Linked DNA regions of Mus musculus: region 2 is linked to region 1. Evidence: chromatin contacts called from public Hi-C data. All regions are on one chromosome and are shown on one strand. Each heading gives the region's core, a stretch centred on a gene start, on an enhancer-like site or on the middle of the called end of the contact. The rest is flanking DNA. Distances are from core to core; before and after follow the strand shown.

Evidence for each region. Hi-C and Micro-C count contacts between places; a contact is called where the count stands out from the background.
Region 2: a contact with region 1 is called in a Hi-C map of embryonic stem cells, with 2.2 times the contacts expected there. The contact joins the promoter of Dennd5a here to the promoter of BC051019 in region 1. A contact is called at or near these places in 7 of 39 promoter capture datasets (the 3T3-L1 cell line, the HPC-7 cell line, cranial neural crest and 3 more), 9 of 484 Hi-C or Micro-C datasets (the G1E-ER4 cell line, the N1E-115 cell line, adipose-derived mesenchymal stem cells and 3 more), 4 of 115 datasets of contacts at active chromatin or transcription factors (craniofacial prominence, embryonic stem cells and fetal liver) and 4 of 9 other capture datasets (adipose tissue, embryonic stem cells, macrophages and 1 more).

What each region holds. Positions count from the first base shown.
Region 1 is chr7:109,719,125-109,725,958 of GRCm38.p6, reverse strand. It overlaps BC051019 (cDNA sequence BC051019), which reads left to right and starts at 2,188. Exons shown (of 6, transcript NM_001040700.2): 1 at 2,188-2,555; 2 at 2,656-2,840; 3 at 5,272-5,428. The coding sequence starts at 2,674. Gm51493 (a long non-coding RNA gene) reads right to left here. Exons shown (of 3, transcript XR_003946860.1): 3 at 4,934-5,368.
Region 2 is chr7:109,958,031-109,965,293 of GRCm38.p6, reverse strand. Dennd5a (DENN/MADD domain containing 5A) reads left to right here and starts at 4,872. Exons shown (of 23, transcript NM_021494.1): 1 at 4,872-5,220. The coding sequence starts at 5,112.

The DNA of each region.
Region 1 (6,834 bases), core at 939-3,438:
CCTTCTCTCTTTACTCTCCCATTCCAACCTGGAATATTTTCCCTTCTTCCACCACTGACATCCCCCGTTCTCAATCAGTAATCCTTTCTGGTTGGCAGACTTCGTTAGTCTTTCTTAGATTCGTATTCAAGGCACATGTCTGGACCACAGTCATTCTGGTAATTACAAAACTAGCTTTGAGAGCATCATCAAGGTACTCAGAGTGCCAGAGAAAACTCAACCCAAAGTGTCACAACCAATCTGGAGGATGTATTCCTCATGTAACAGAAGGCCTGAACACTCCAACAACTGGCCATTTTTAAATCTGTGTGTGTGTGTGTGTGTGTGTGTGTGTGTGTCTGTCTGTCTGTCTGTCTGTCTCTGTCTCTTTGAATGTGTGTGTGTCTCCACCAAGAAGTTTTATGTGAACAAAAAGAACACAGAGCTGAGGAGATAGCTCAGTGGTTAAGAGCACTTGCTGCTCTTTCAGAGGACCCAGGTTTGGTCCCCAGGTTCTACAAATTCACAACTGTCTATAAATCCAGTTCTAGCGGGAATGGATCCAAGGTCCTCCTCTGGCCCCTGCAGGCACCAGGCCTGCCTGCAGTGCACATCCATCCACGCAGGCAGAAGAGTCATACACATGCAATACAAATAAAAGACTAACTTCTTAAATCAGTGTAGGATGCACTGTGAGAGAGCAGCGGGCTTCTTGAGCTCCAATGCCTAAGACCCTAAGTCTGTCTGCATAACGTTCTCAGGAAATAGCTCCCAGAATCTTCTAGAATTGAATGCCTCCTTATTCCTGCACAGGAAGAAGAAAGTCTGTACACAAGATTCTTGGGGCAGTCTTGAGACGCATTCTAAGGGAGTGGCTCGGGACTACTGAACCCGCCTGCAGGGGAAAAGGGTGTCCTGAATGACACTGTGCGCCTGGGAGCTGGGGTACATTTGGCCGATGTGCACATAGATCCATGGTTCAAAACAGGAACTGGTGGGAGGGGCAAATGGCTGAAGGAGAGACTCCAAATGGCTGAAGGAGAGACTCCAATACGTGTTCCTGTGCCCAGGGGCGAATGGCTGAAAGAGAGACCCCCATACATGTTCCTGTGCCTAGGGGTGAATGGCAGAAGGAGAGACCCCCATACATGTCCCTGTGCATTTTTTGGGTCTTCTCTATTGAACACAGTGCCAGGCATTTCTTCAGGGCACCACAACTGTCTCAAAATACCAGTCTTCTCTGGGTAATGATTTATTTATTTAATGTGTATTGGTATTTTGTCTGCATGCGTGTCTATGCAAGGGTGTCAGATCCCCCGGAACTGGAGTTACAGACAGTGTGAGCTGTCACGTGAGTGCTGGGAATTGAACCCAGGTCCTCTGGAAGAGCAGCCAGTGCTCTTAATCACGGAATCATCTCTCCAGCCCCACAGAATCTGGACTCCTATTCCTTTGGTCACCAGGCTGTTACTTGCATTTCTGCAGCTCACATACTTCTTCCACTCCTTAGGAGCATCGGTTCCTGGGAGACCTTTGCTGTGTGTGTGTGTGTGTGTGTGTGTATGCATGGACCTGAGGAGGTTGGAAGGTGTCTTTCTCCGTTGCTCTCATCATCATCATCATCATCATCATCATCATCATTATTATTATTATTATAGGATTAGTGGTAGAATCTCTCATTGAACCTAGAGCTCTCAATTTTTAGTTAACTAGTCAGTCATTAACTTCTTTCGATGCTAGGATTATAAACTCAGCCAATTGGCTGCTGCTGATCCAAATACAAGCTTCATGCTTTCACAGCAAGCAGCTTATCTATCCACTGAACTATCTTTCTAGCCTCTTGCCTTCACTAGGTAGATGCCAACAGCCCTCAGCCCTTGGAGAGCTCAGCCCACCCTCATAGGACTCCCCTAGAGTCCCTGGAGCTAAAGGGAGTATACACAATTTGCCTTTATTTCTCCACCTTACCCACAACTTCAAGTTTCCCGATGCTTCCGGTCACCCTCTGCACATGCTCAGTACCTTCCTGAGCCCTGTTGTAGCCTGCTGGCTCACAACCATAGCTACCTGCTTGGCAACTTGCCTGGCAACCAAGAGTTGTTAGACCAAGGCCATGAGCTCCAACTGTCAGGTGGGACTGAGACTGGGGCAAGGCTGAGGTCTAGACTGGATTTGCACTTTTAGGTAAGTCCCTTTGGTGTTCGAACTGCGGCTTTGGGCAGGGGTAGACCCTAACAAGCTCTAGGCGGCAGCTGCTGCCTCTGAAGAAGTCCACAAATGGGATGATCCTGAGTCCTGTAGGTGACCAGGTTAGGAGGGGAGTTGGTGGCTTCTGCTGGGGGTCAGTTGGTCAGGGCAGGGTGTGTAAAGAGAATGAGCATGCTCCAAGGAGTCCCAGCCACTGGGGAGGAGGAAGGAGGTAACACCAACGGGAGCCGAGCTGCCAGGTATTTCCGTGGCTCATCTTTGGAGACTTAACAGTGAGCGTGCAGGTTCTGAAGGAGGATTAAAGAGGGCTCTCTAAGCTCCTAGCTTAAGTTCTTCAGCCCTCCCTAGTCCCCCAGGGACATTCTAAGGTAAGTATTCCAAAGGGGAAAGTCTGGGTGTGTGTGGGAACCTTTGGGCGTGTCCTCTGCTGGGTTGAGGCTACAGCTGTGCTGCCTGTGTTTGCTCCAGGTGGGCGCGCTGAAGGTCATGCAGCCCTCTGCCAGTCCTGGGCTGCCACTGCCCAAATACTGCAGTGTGGCCACAACCGTGAAAGCCCCTGACCTGCATGGTGCTGTGCCGCCCTGGGACATGTCCTTCACCTGTCCCTTTGCCACGCAAGCACCCTGGCTGGCCACGCACTGCACATTCACCAGGTACCAGTCTCTGTCCCTCGTCCTTTTTTTCTCCTCTTTTCCTGGTCCTCCTAATGGCATTTGGATGCCCTCTATTGCCTGGGACTTTATAGAACAGCATCTTCAGTCAGCTCTCTATAAAGTGTGACTATGAGGGGACAAAGGAACTTCAGCCTGTAGCAAGTCCTAGGAACCAGACTGCCTGGGATAGGGACTCGCTAGTCCAAATGTTCAACTTAAATTTTTTATTTAAGTATATGGGTGTTTCACCTGCCTAAGTCTATGCACTACATGTGTGCAGTACCCAAGGAGACCAGAAGAGGGCAGTGGATCTGCTAGAACTAGAGTTACAGACTCTGTTAGCAGCCATGTGTACTGGAAACTAAATCTTGGTCCTAGCAAGAGCAATTGTTCTCAACCACAGAACCATCTCTCCAATACATTGCTCAAGTTCTTAATTTACTTGTTTGGATCGCCTTGTTCATGACCAAGTTAAGCATCTTTATATTCAGGTTTTTGTACAAAACAACTTTTTCAAAACCCAGATCCTCTTGGGCTGGAGAGATTACTCAGCAGTTAAGAGTGCATACTGCTGTCACAGATGACCTGGACTCAATTCCTAGCACCTGTATCAGGTGGTTCACAAATGCCTGTAACTCCAGCTCCAGGGAATATAAACACACCACTCCAAAAAGTAACAATAAATATTTGAATTAAAAAAAAAAGCCAGAGCCGGGCGTGGTGGTGCACACCTTTAATCCCAGCACTTGGGAGGCAGAGGCAGGTGGATTTCTGAGTTTGAGGCCAGCCTGGTTTACAGAGTGAGTTCCAGGACAGCCAGGGCTATACAGAGAAACCCTATCTCGAAAAACAAAAACAAACAAATAAGCCAGGCTGTGGTGGCACACACCTTTAGTCCTAGCACTTCAATTCTGGCAGAATTCGTGCACCTCTTTGAGTTTGTGGCCAGCCTTGTCTACACAGCGAGTCCCAGGTTAGCCAGGGCTATACAGAAAAACCCTGTCTTGAAAGGCCAAACCAAACCAAACCAAACCACAAAGGTCGGATCTCTCATTCTGTACTGCCCTAGGCCAGAGAGCCCTGCCGCTGGAGTCCCCAGAACTGGTTTCACCTTCCACCACTCTGCAGCCCCTTCATGAGCTCCTCTGCGCTTCCATATCCCTCTGACCCCTTGCCTTAGTTATCGTTTTACTGATGCGAACAGACACCATAGCCAAGGCAACGCTTATAAGGACATTTAATTGGGGCTGGCTTACAGGTTCAGAGGTTCAGTCCATTATCATCGAGGTGAGAGCATGGCAGCATCCAGGCAGTCATGGTACAGGAGGAGCTGAGAGTTCTACATCTTCAACTGAAGGCTGCTAGCAGAATACTGACTTTCAGGCAGCTAGGATGGAGGGTCTCAAAACCCACACCCACAGTGACACACTTACTCCAACAAGGCCACACCTCCAAATAGTGCCACTCCCTGGGCCAAGCACATTCAAACCATGACATGCCTCAAGCCAATTTCCTTACAGTTTGGCTCCCTGGTCACACTGTTAACCTCATCCTGGTATCCCATAATGTCTTGGGACTCATCTCGCAGCTCCCCTTTCAAGCGTTAACACAAGTATACAAGCTGATTTCATTTTGGGCCACATGAAACAATGTCCAGTCCAAAAACTGCTTTCTATGGCCTTCAGTTTCTGCTAGCAGAAGCTTAGCTGATTTTTACAGGAAGCCAAAGATGGCTACATTCTCCCTGTGTTTCTGTTGCGCACACCATTACCATCCTCATGCGGTAAGTCTCCTCCTGTGGGAAGCCACATGTGCCGTTGCAGGGTGGCGCTGGCTACCGCTGGCCACCACGCATACATAGGCAGTAAAGTTTTTTTTTTTTTTTTTTTTTTTTTTTGCCAAGATGAGGTTTTGAGAATTTACCAATCAGATGAGAGACAAGCTAACCAATCAGATGAGAGACAAGTTAACCAATCAGATGAAGGCATGCAAATGAGGTAGTAAGCATAACCCATGCATAACCAATCCGGGTGTGAGACACGCCTCTCCTAGGCCTATATAAGCAGCACCAGTTCTGGGCTTAGGGTCTCTTCGCCTCTGCAATCAAGCTTTCCCAATAAACGTGTGCAGAAGGATCCTGTTGCAGCATCGTTCTTGCTGGTGAGTCGGGCAAGCACAAGATCCTCCGATCTGCTCCAGAGGCGCGTTTCTTACTGTCTTTACCTTCTTTTACATTCATGTATTTGTCCAGGTGAGGACACCCATGATAGCTCACATGTGGGTCAGTGCTCTCCTTCCATCATGTAGAATCTGGGGATTGAACTCAGATGGTCAGGCTTGGCGGCAGGCGCATTTACGCTGAGCCATCTCTGCGGTCCTCTTGATGTCTTTAGGTTTTGTGCTCGCCCCTGATCTCACTTGCCTTTCCCAGGTGCACTGCCTGTTGCCCATGTCTTCACACTGTTGATCGGCCATGGCCGGGGCTCCGCTGGCTGGGAAGAGTCGGAGCTGCGGGCGGCTCCTGGGTCCTGGCCAGAAAGGAACCGGATGGCTTTTATTATCTGGCTCAGATAAAGGCTGCTCCAGAGGCAAGTACCTCTCCCCATCAGCTCACTCCTCACTCCCCTGGTGGCCTTCTCGCACCTGGCGTGTCTTGGCTGTGTACGTTTGCAAGTTTAGTTTTTTGGCTAAGTTACTACAGCTATGTGGCGAAGTGCCACACAAAATGAGCAGCTTGAATGACAGAAACCTGTTCTCTCCCATTTCTTGAGGCTGAAAATCAGGTGTTTCAAGGTGGGTTGTTTCTAAAGACTACATACAAGGAAGAGTCTGTTTCCTGCCAGTCCTATAATTTCCAGTATTTGCTCAGAATCTTGGGGTTCCCTTAGCTTTCAGAAGAGTCACCCTGACTCTGCCTCCACCTAACACGGCTTCTTTCCCTCTGAATAGTATTCATTCAGATTTCCTCTTTTTCCCAAGTATTTTTATTTATGTGTCTGTGTGTACTTGTATGTGCAGAGGCCAGAAGGAGGTACTGGCTCTCCTGAAGCTGGACCTACAGGTGGTTGTGAGCACCCTGAAGTGGGTGCTGGGATCTGAACCCAGGCGCTCTACAAGAACAACAAGTGTGCTTAACCACTGAACCACCCCTCCAGCTCCTCAAATTTCCTCTGGGTATAAAGACATCAGTCAGATCAAGGGCCTGCTATGCTCACTGTGACCTCATCTTAACTAATTATACCTGTAATGGCCTGATTCCTAAAAAGAGATCACAGGCTGGGGTATTGGAACCAAGATTGGATACATTAACTTACAGAAGGAGAAACACAATTCATCTCCTAACAGCAAGAAAAATATACATTTGTTGTTCAGGAAGATCTGGTGGGTTGAATTACGGGCCTGAGCCTCAGAGAAAGAAGAGTGAGAATGCATTTCCCATATGTGAGCACGTTGGCTCTCATACACAGCATCTTGTTCCCGAAAATGCCAGTCGCCAGGCCTAGGCGCTACTTCAGTGGCAACTTACTTCTTTTGGACTTCTCTTTCTAAAATCAGTTTTATTTTAATTTTATGTGAGTGTTTTTTCTGCGCGAATTTAAGTATTATGTGCATGTAATGCCAATGGAGGCCAGAAGAGGTCATCAAATCACTCCTTAACTGGAGTGAGAGCTGGAACCCAAACCTGGGATCTCTGCAAGAGTAGCAAGTGTTCTTAGAACCACCGAGCCATCTCTCGGATCCCACGTTCTAAATTTTTGTCATGGGACCTCATGTACCCCAGGATGCCCTGACCTTGGCACCTCTGATCCTCTTGTTTCCACCATGCTTGGTTTATGTACTGCTGGGGATGGAACCTGGGGTCTTGCACATACTAGGTATGCTCTCTGCTAAGTTCCTAGCTCCGGTACTTTTTTTTTTTTTCAAGAGCTGGACTTTGTGAATGTGTGTGTGTGCTCGTGTGTATATATATGTGTCATGACATATGGGTGGGACA
Region 2 (7,263 bases), core at 3,623-6,122, 240 kb before region 1:
CATCTACCTCTTGAGTACTGGGATTACATAACACCTGCATTCCTGCCACGGGGAGGACCGAGTGCAGGGCTTTCTACCAAGTGAACTATACCCGTCTGGTTTCCCTCTATCTATCTATCTATCTATCTATCTATCTATCTATCTATCTATCTATCTATCTATCTTCCTAGTTTTGTTTTTGAAACAGTGTTTCTCTGTGTAGCCTTGGCAGGCTTATTTGGAAACCACTCTGTAGACCAGTCTGGTTATGAACCCACAGCGCTCCTCTATCTCCCAAGTGCTGGTATTAAAGGCATGTACCACCTCCTGGCTAGTTTCCTTCTTTTTAAAGGCTTGAAGATTCTATTGTAGGATATGCCACATTTTGCTAATCCATCATCCATTAATCTGCCAGTGGACACTTGGATTGCTTTTGTGCTTCAGCTATTGTGTACTTTTTTTTACACTTCTGTTTTTTAAATCCAGGACTTTGCATGTGCTAGGCAAATCCTCTACCATTGAACTACCTCAACCCTTTGCTTTGGGGTAGCATCTTGCTACAAGCTAACTGCCGGAGCTGGCATTCTGCCTTTCTGTTTCAGATTATAGGCGTGTGTCATGGTACTCTATATACCTTGCTGTGTATATGTGTGGGCATGCTTGCAAGCATGTTAGACAGATATCTATGTATCTATGTTCTACATATCTATATATCTGCGTATGTATTATCAATGTATGTATAATATGTATGTATCTATCTAGATTCAAATCACATAGATAGATAGATATAGATAGATAGATAGATAGATAGATAGATAGATAGATAGATATAGAGAGGAGGGGTCTGGTATAATTCCTGAAACTCCATATGTAGCTAAGGATGACTTTGAATTCTTTTTTTTTGTTTGTTCGTTTGTTTGAGACAGGGTTCCTCTGTATAGCCCTGCCTGTCCTGGAACTCACTTTGTAGACCAGGCTGGCCTCAAACTCAGAAATTTACCTGCTTTGAATTCTTAATCTGAGCTTCCTATCTCTCCTTGAGTGCTAGAATTACACTTAGTTTATGTGATGCTGTAATTGAATTCAGAGCTCATTACTAGCTAAACTATATCCTCAACTCTTATTTTTTCCTAAGTGAATTTGCTTTGTTTTAAAATATTCTTTTTTATTTTTTGTGTACAAGTGTTTGCCTGCATGTACGTATGTATACCACATATGTAGGTAGAACATATGTAGGTAGACCAGGCTGGTCTCGAACTCAGAAATCCACCTGCCTCTGCCTCCCGAGTGCTGGGATTAAAGGTGTGCACCACCACTGCCTGGCTCGAACCTTATTTTTATTTGTATACTGTTTTGCTTCTATGTGTGTTCCATGTGTGTGCAATGCCAGCAGAGGCCAGAAGAGGGAGTCAGATTTCCTAGAACTTTGGTTACAGATGATTGTTAGTGGTCATGTGAGGGCTGGGAACCAAACCCAAGTCCTTTAGAAGAGCAGCTCTTAACCTCTGAGCCATCTTTCCAGCTCTAAGTTTTTCTTTCTTAACTGTTTAGATCTAGGAGCTACATAAAAACACTTATACAAACATGCCATTGGTGCGAACTAGTCACATGGATTCAAGAAAAACAGAAAAGGCAAGTGTCTTCTAGGGACAGCTCTACACACAGTGGAAAGAGAAAGTTGGTTTTTATAGTGAACTTTAAGCATCTCTTACTATCTTTTCCCCAACCCCAGTCATCTCAGGCCATCCTCATCTCCTTATTGCTCCATGAACATTGCAGACACACACTGCTCACACTCATTCCTGTAATTATGTCCCCTCAGATATTCACTTGCCTGCTAATATCCTCCATGCTGAATTGGGCACCCTGGGTTGTGTTTATATAAAACGTATTTTATATTAGACTGGTAAAAAGGCTCAGTCAGCAAAGATGCTTGCTGCTAAACCTGACGATTAGAGTTCTACCCTGAGAACCCATGTCATCAAAGGAGAGAATGGATTTCCCTAAATCTTGACTTATACATGTGTGCCATTGCATGTGCGCGTGCACGTACAAACACACACACACTCACTCAGATATAAATAAATGTAAAAAGTATATTCTTCTATATAAAGGAGTGTATTACAGTCATGCATGGTGGTACATGCCCATAATCCTAGCACTTGGGAGGCTGAGGGAGGAGGATTTTAAGTTGGAGGCCAGCCTGAGCTTCTTAGGCAATTTCCGGTCAGCCTGGGTTACATGGAGAGACCCCTGTCTCAAACAAAACAAAGTAAGCATATAAAGCTCTCAACATTAAATTCTTTCCCACTAATTTTTCAATTAGTTTCCGAATCTGCGCTGTAATCTGTTCGGAGGTAGGAATAGCTAGGAGAGGTTAACTGCTCCCTCTTTTACACAGCTAGGAAGAGTGGGGCAGAGATTTAATCACTAACTAGTCATATCCAGACCTGTATTTCTCCCCACTCTCTAAGAAGCAGTCACTCTGCCAAGCATATTTCCTGCTGGGAAGGAGATCACTTTACAGTTGAGTATTCTGGGCCTCTGAGCAAATGAATACTGGCACGGATTTGTTTTCAACTGGTGTTTCATGTGTTGAGTTAGTATGAGAGTGAGAGAGGTCTTCTAGCAGCTGGCAAGCCTAGATAAAAAGTTTCTAGACTTTTAAACTGAGTAAGTTTAGTCTCCTCCTTTTTTCTCTATTTTTACAGTTTTGTTGTTGTGGTTTTGTTTTGTTTTTGTTTTTTTTAAGACAAAGTTTCTCTTTGTATCCCTGGCTGTGCTGGAACTCTGACTAAACTTTCCTTGAACTCACAGAGATCCATCCCTGGGGTTGAAGGCTTGCACATATCACTCTTTGACCTTTTCTCTCTCTAATTGAAAAATTTCCCAAGTCTCTTCTATATCTTCGTCTGAGTGATCCTTTAATTGTACCCGGTCTGTACACCTGGCATTTGAAACCTTTCTTGCCCCAACTCTTCTCTCCCTCTCTGTTTTATTTTCAATCCCTTTTAATTCTCTGTCTCTGTTTGCTATTTTGTTGTTTTAGACCATCTGTACTGTAAGGCTGGGCTGGCTTCACATTCACACTCCTTTTGCTTGGGCTCCAGAATGCTGGGATTATAGGTTTGCGCCACTATACCTGGCTTTCCCATCTTCCATATTAGTACATTCCTCAGTGCTGCCTAAATGTCTGGCTTTTCCACTCTTTATTGTGGGCACACATTTGATCCTTAGAATCACCAGAAGCCTTCCATGACCGTGACCCAGCACCAAAAGGCGTTCTTTTCTTTGCTTTATTAAGCTCTCTGAGCCCCCTGCACAGACTCTGAGTCCCAAGCATGTGGGTTATAGTATCATCACTTCAGATGGACTTTGTAAAGCTACCCAGTCCTCTTGATTTCTCCCAGCCGCTCAGGTTAGATATAGGGAGCAGATGCTATGGTTTCCAGTGATGTTGGCTGTGACCTCTCAACCAACCTCCCAAAGGGATCCAGTACTTGAGAGGAATACTGGGACAGAACCCAGGAGAGAGCCCAGGTTCAGCCCTTGGGGAAGCCAATTGCCTTCTATAGTCCTTAGCTGGCTGCCTGCCAGAGCAAACCTGGCGCACACTATTCTGTAACAACAATGACAATGTATATAATATTTATGGAGTGCCTTCTATGTTCTGGGTATAATCCTCACCACTTTACCTATACATGCATTTATTTTGTACTTTGACAAAAATCATGCCTGTTGGCACCTAGAAATTACATAAGTAAGTTGCCAATATCATATTGTACATTATAAGTCAGAATTCAAACTGGGGGACTGTTTCTAGAGCCCATGCTAGCAGCCACTACAGTTTCTCTTCCTTGGCCTCTGATGTTACAGTACAGACCCACCTGAGCCTGGTGTGATGATGCAGGCCTTTAAGCCCAGCACTGAGCAGGCAGAAGAAAGAGTATTGCATCAGGGTAATACAGGTACATAGCAAGTTCTGGGTCAGACAGGTCTATAAGTGAGACCCTATCCAAAAAAACCAAATCAAATCAATCAACCAACCAACCACCAAAAGAAGACACATCTGGCTAGCTTCTGTAGAAAATGAAGTCAGAGGGTCTGTTCTTTAGACAAGAGACAAGGACCAGGAGGTTTCACCTGTTCAGCCACCCTTTCTCTTCTACAAGCAAATTCTCACTAGAAGGAAGAAAGGAATGAATGAATGAATGAATGAATGAATGAAGGGTGATGGATAGATGGATGAATGGACAGAGAATTCTGTGAGCATGAAAAGAACTAAGTGAAGGGGGAGGGAGACTTCTGGGGCTTCATGAAAGGGGGAGAGTTTGGTGCATGGAAGAAGCCCTGCTTGTGGGGTGCGGGGCAGTGAGCTAGCGCAGGATTCAAGCGTAGGGTTGTTTCTTGCATTTTTTGAGCCTCAGTTTCCCTATCTGCAAATTAAAGGTAAATAGAAGATAAGCTGACCCACTCTCTCCAAAGAACAGAGTTTCCTCAGATCTATTGGGGAAAGCTGACACTGAGGAGAGGTGACAAGGAGAAGCTGCTCTGTGGTGACAGTATAGGAGCAGGATTCGGTGGGCTTCACAGTTCAGCCCTGCAGCTCTTATGCCGGTGACACGGCCAGCACGAGCCACCATGGCCCACTCTTTCCGCACACCGCATCCGATTTCTCTAAAGGGTGTCGCAGTCGCGTGGAGGTGGCTGCAGTCGCGGGATCCCAGCAGCTGACCGCTGGCCACTCTGTGGTGGCTGCTCTGGAAGCCCAGGCCCCCGGGGCCCAAAGAGCATCACGTCATCCTTTGCGCCCGACGACCGCCCCTCCCCGACCGCGCGTGCGCACGCGGTGGCGGCGGGTGGGGGGCCGCGGTGGGGCGGGCGGCCGCTCTCCGCCCTTCCTCAGGCTTGCTCAGGCCGCGGTGCAGAGGACAGCGTCCAGGATGCGGCGCGGGGTGGCCCGGCGCCCCCCTGCCCCGGCACGGCAGCGGCGGCCGCTAGGACCCGGCGAGGCCCGGGGGCGGCGGCCGGAGCCTCGGTAGCGGCGGCGGAGGGAGCGGCGGCTGAGGGCGGGCGGGCGGCCGGGGGCGGGGGCTCGGCTCCGCGCGGCTTGCCCCGCTCGGCCCGGAGCCATGAGCGGCGGCGGCGGCGGAGGGGGCTCGGCGCCCAGTCGCTTCGCCGACTATTTTGTCATCTGCGGGCTGGACACCGAGACCGGGCTGGAGCCGGACGAGCTGTCGGGTGAGTGCGCGCGAGCCCGGGCTAGGGCCCGCGGGGCCCGCTTTGTCCCGGGAGCCCAGTGAGGGTCGGGCGAGCAGACGGGACGCGGGTCCCGCGGGCCTGCTGCCCCCCGCGCGGTGGTCGCCGCGTCGGCAACCTGGGGAGACGCGGACGCTGGGTGCGCTCAGAGGTCGAGGGGCTTAGTCCACAATGAAGGGAAGCTTGCCTTCTAGCACCCTTTTGGGAGGAAAGAAGTTAGCCCACTTCCTAGTGAGAGTTAGTCCCACCCAGACTTTTCAAAAGAGCAAAACAAAAACTTGATGAGTTTATTTGGCCTCTTCCCAAGAAGCCGGCGAGACCAGTTCCTCAAAACCGTTATAACTCACTCCTGAGCAGGCCAGGCCCGGGCTTTTCCTTCACAGTTCTGCCCCTCTTGATCGGACGTGAAGTGACAAATTGAACCGGGTTACACCAAGAACGGGTTCTCTCTTGGCGCTAGAAAAGAACTTGTACCCAGGGCCATGCTTTTGTTGTTGTTGTTGTTGTTGTTTGTTTTTTAAGTTAATGTCCTTTACCAGGCGAGGGTCATTTGTGAATGAAGGCAGCGCGTCCCAGTTGGACAGGTTGTGCAGTGTTGTGATGCCTCTCAAGTTATCTTTCGAAGAGGAAGTGATGGGGGAGTGACAGTGAGGCCCTGATGAGATTTGGCACCCATTGCTTGAAGGTGTAAGAATTATAAAATCCCCGGTGAATTCCTGCGCGCCCACATTGGAGTTGCAACAGTTTTGAAAAGTTTTTGGGTGGCCAGTAAGCAGGTTTCAGTGGTTGGAGGCTTGTCGTGTTAGACTTTAAAGTTATGTCATGCTGATTCGATGAGGGAAACTCCTCTCCCCCTTTCTGTCACGATGTGGTAGTCATTGAACACCGTACAGTTTCTCTATTGAAAGTGATCATCCAGTCTTGGATTTTTTTTTTTTTGTCACTCCAGTTTGTTTGTTTGTTTCTCCTCCGATTCTTCTTCTTCCTCCTCCTCCTCCTTGTCTTCCTCTTTCTCCTCCTTATCTCTCCAACCCCCCACTGGTTTCTTGGTGTAGCTCTAGTTGTATTAAAACACACTCTGTAGGCCAGTGTGGCCTCAAAGTCAGAGATTTGCCTGCCTCTGACTCTTGGGTGCTGGGATTAAAGGAGTGCAACACTACTGCCTGGTGAATTCCACTGTTTCTTATGGGGAAAAAAAAGAGTGCACACTTCAGATGATAAAGCTGGATTGTCTTTTAAAACTATGAGAAACTGATGCCTTATACAACACCCTGAAGTAGGAATGGGCTGATCCTAGCTAAGCCTTTGTTCTAGCCTGAGTAGTCCAAGCTCAAAGTACAGACAGATGTTGCCATCTGGTTCATAAGGATTAACTTTAGAATTGTGGATGATGTAGTTGTTGGATTGCAGTTCCAGGTATTGGTGGTGGATGGGATGTGAGAGGGAAATGAGGCCCAGAAGGACAGCAGGGATGATATCGGTCCAAAACTTCTTTGGTGGCATGCTGCACCACAGCAGCCTCTCTGGAGGTTTTTAAAAAACAGTAACGTGGTCACTGGTGTACATCTGTTATCCCAGCGTTTGGGAGGCAGAGGCAGGAAGATTGCCACAAGTTTAAGGCCCGACTGGCCTTCATAGTGAGACCCTGGCGAAAAAGACAAAAGAAAAACAAACTAACCTGTTGAGAAGGGTTAAAAACAACAGTCTTTCTGGATGAAAGAAGCTCAAAGGTAGAGTAAACTTTTTATGGTGTACTATTATTGAATGTCTGTTAGTTGTGTAGCTGTTTGGTCTTAGAAAGTAGAGATAGCCTTAAGAGGTGGCGTAAGCCTGTGAGATCCTTGTTCCGGAAACTGGAGGATCTGGAGTTCAAGGTCATTTTCAGCTTTAAAAAAAAAAAAAGAAACAAAGAAAGGAAACCAGGCAGTGTTTGGGTTAGAATGGACAGACGTGTTGGCTATTGGCTGTATTTGTGCCTGGGCAAATTAGATAACTGGAGGGTAGACCTGGAAACTTAAAAAGCAA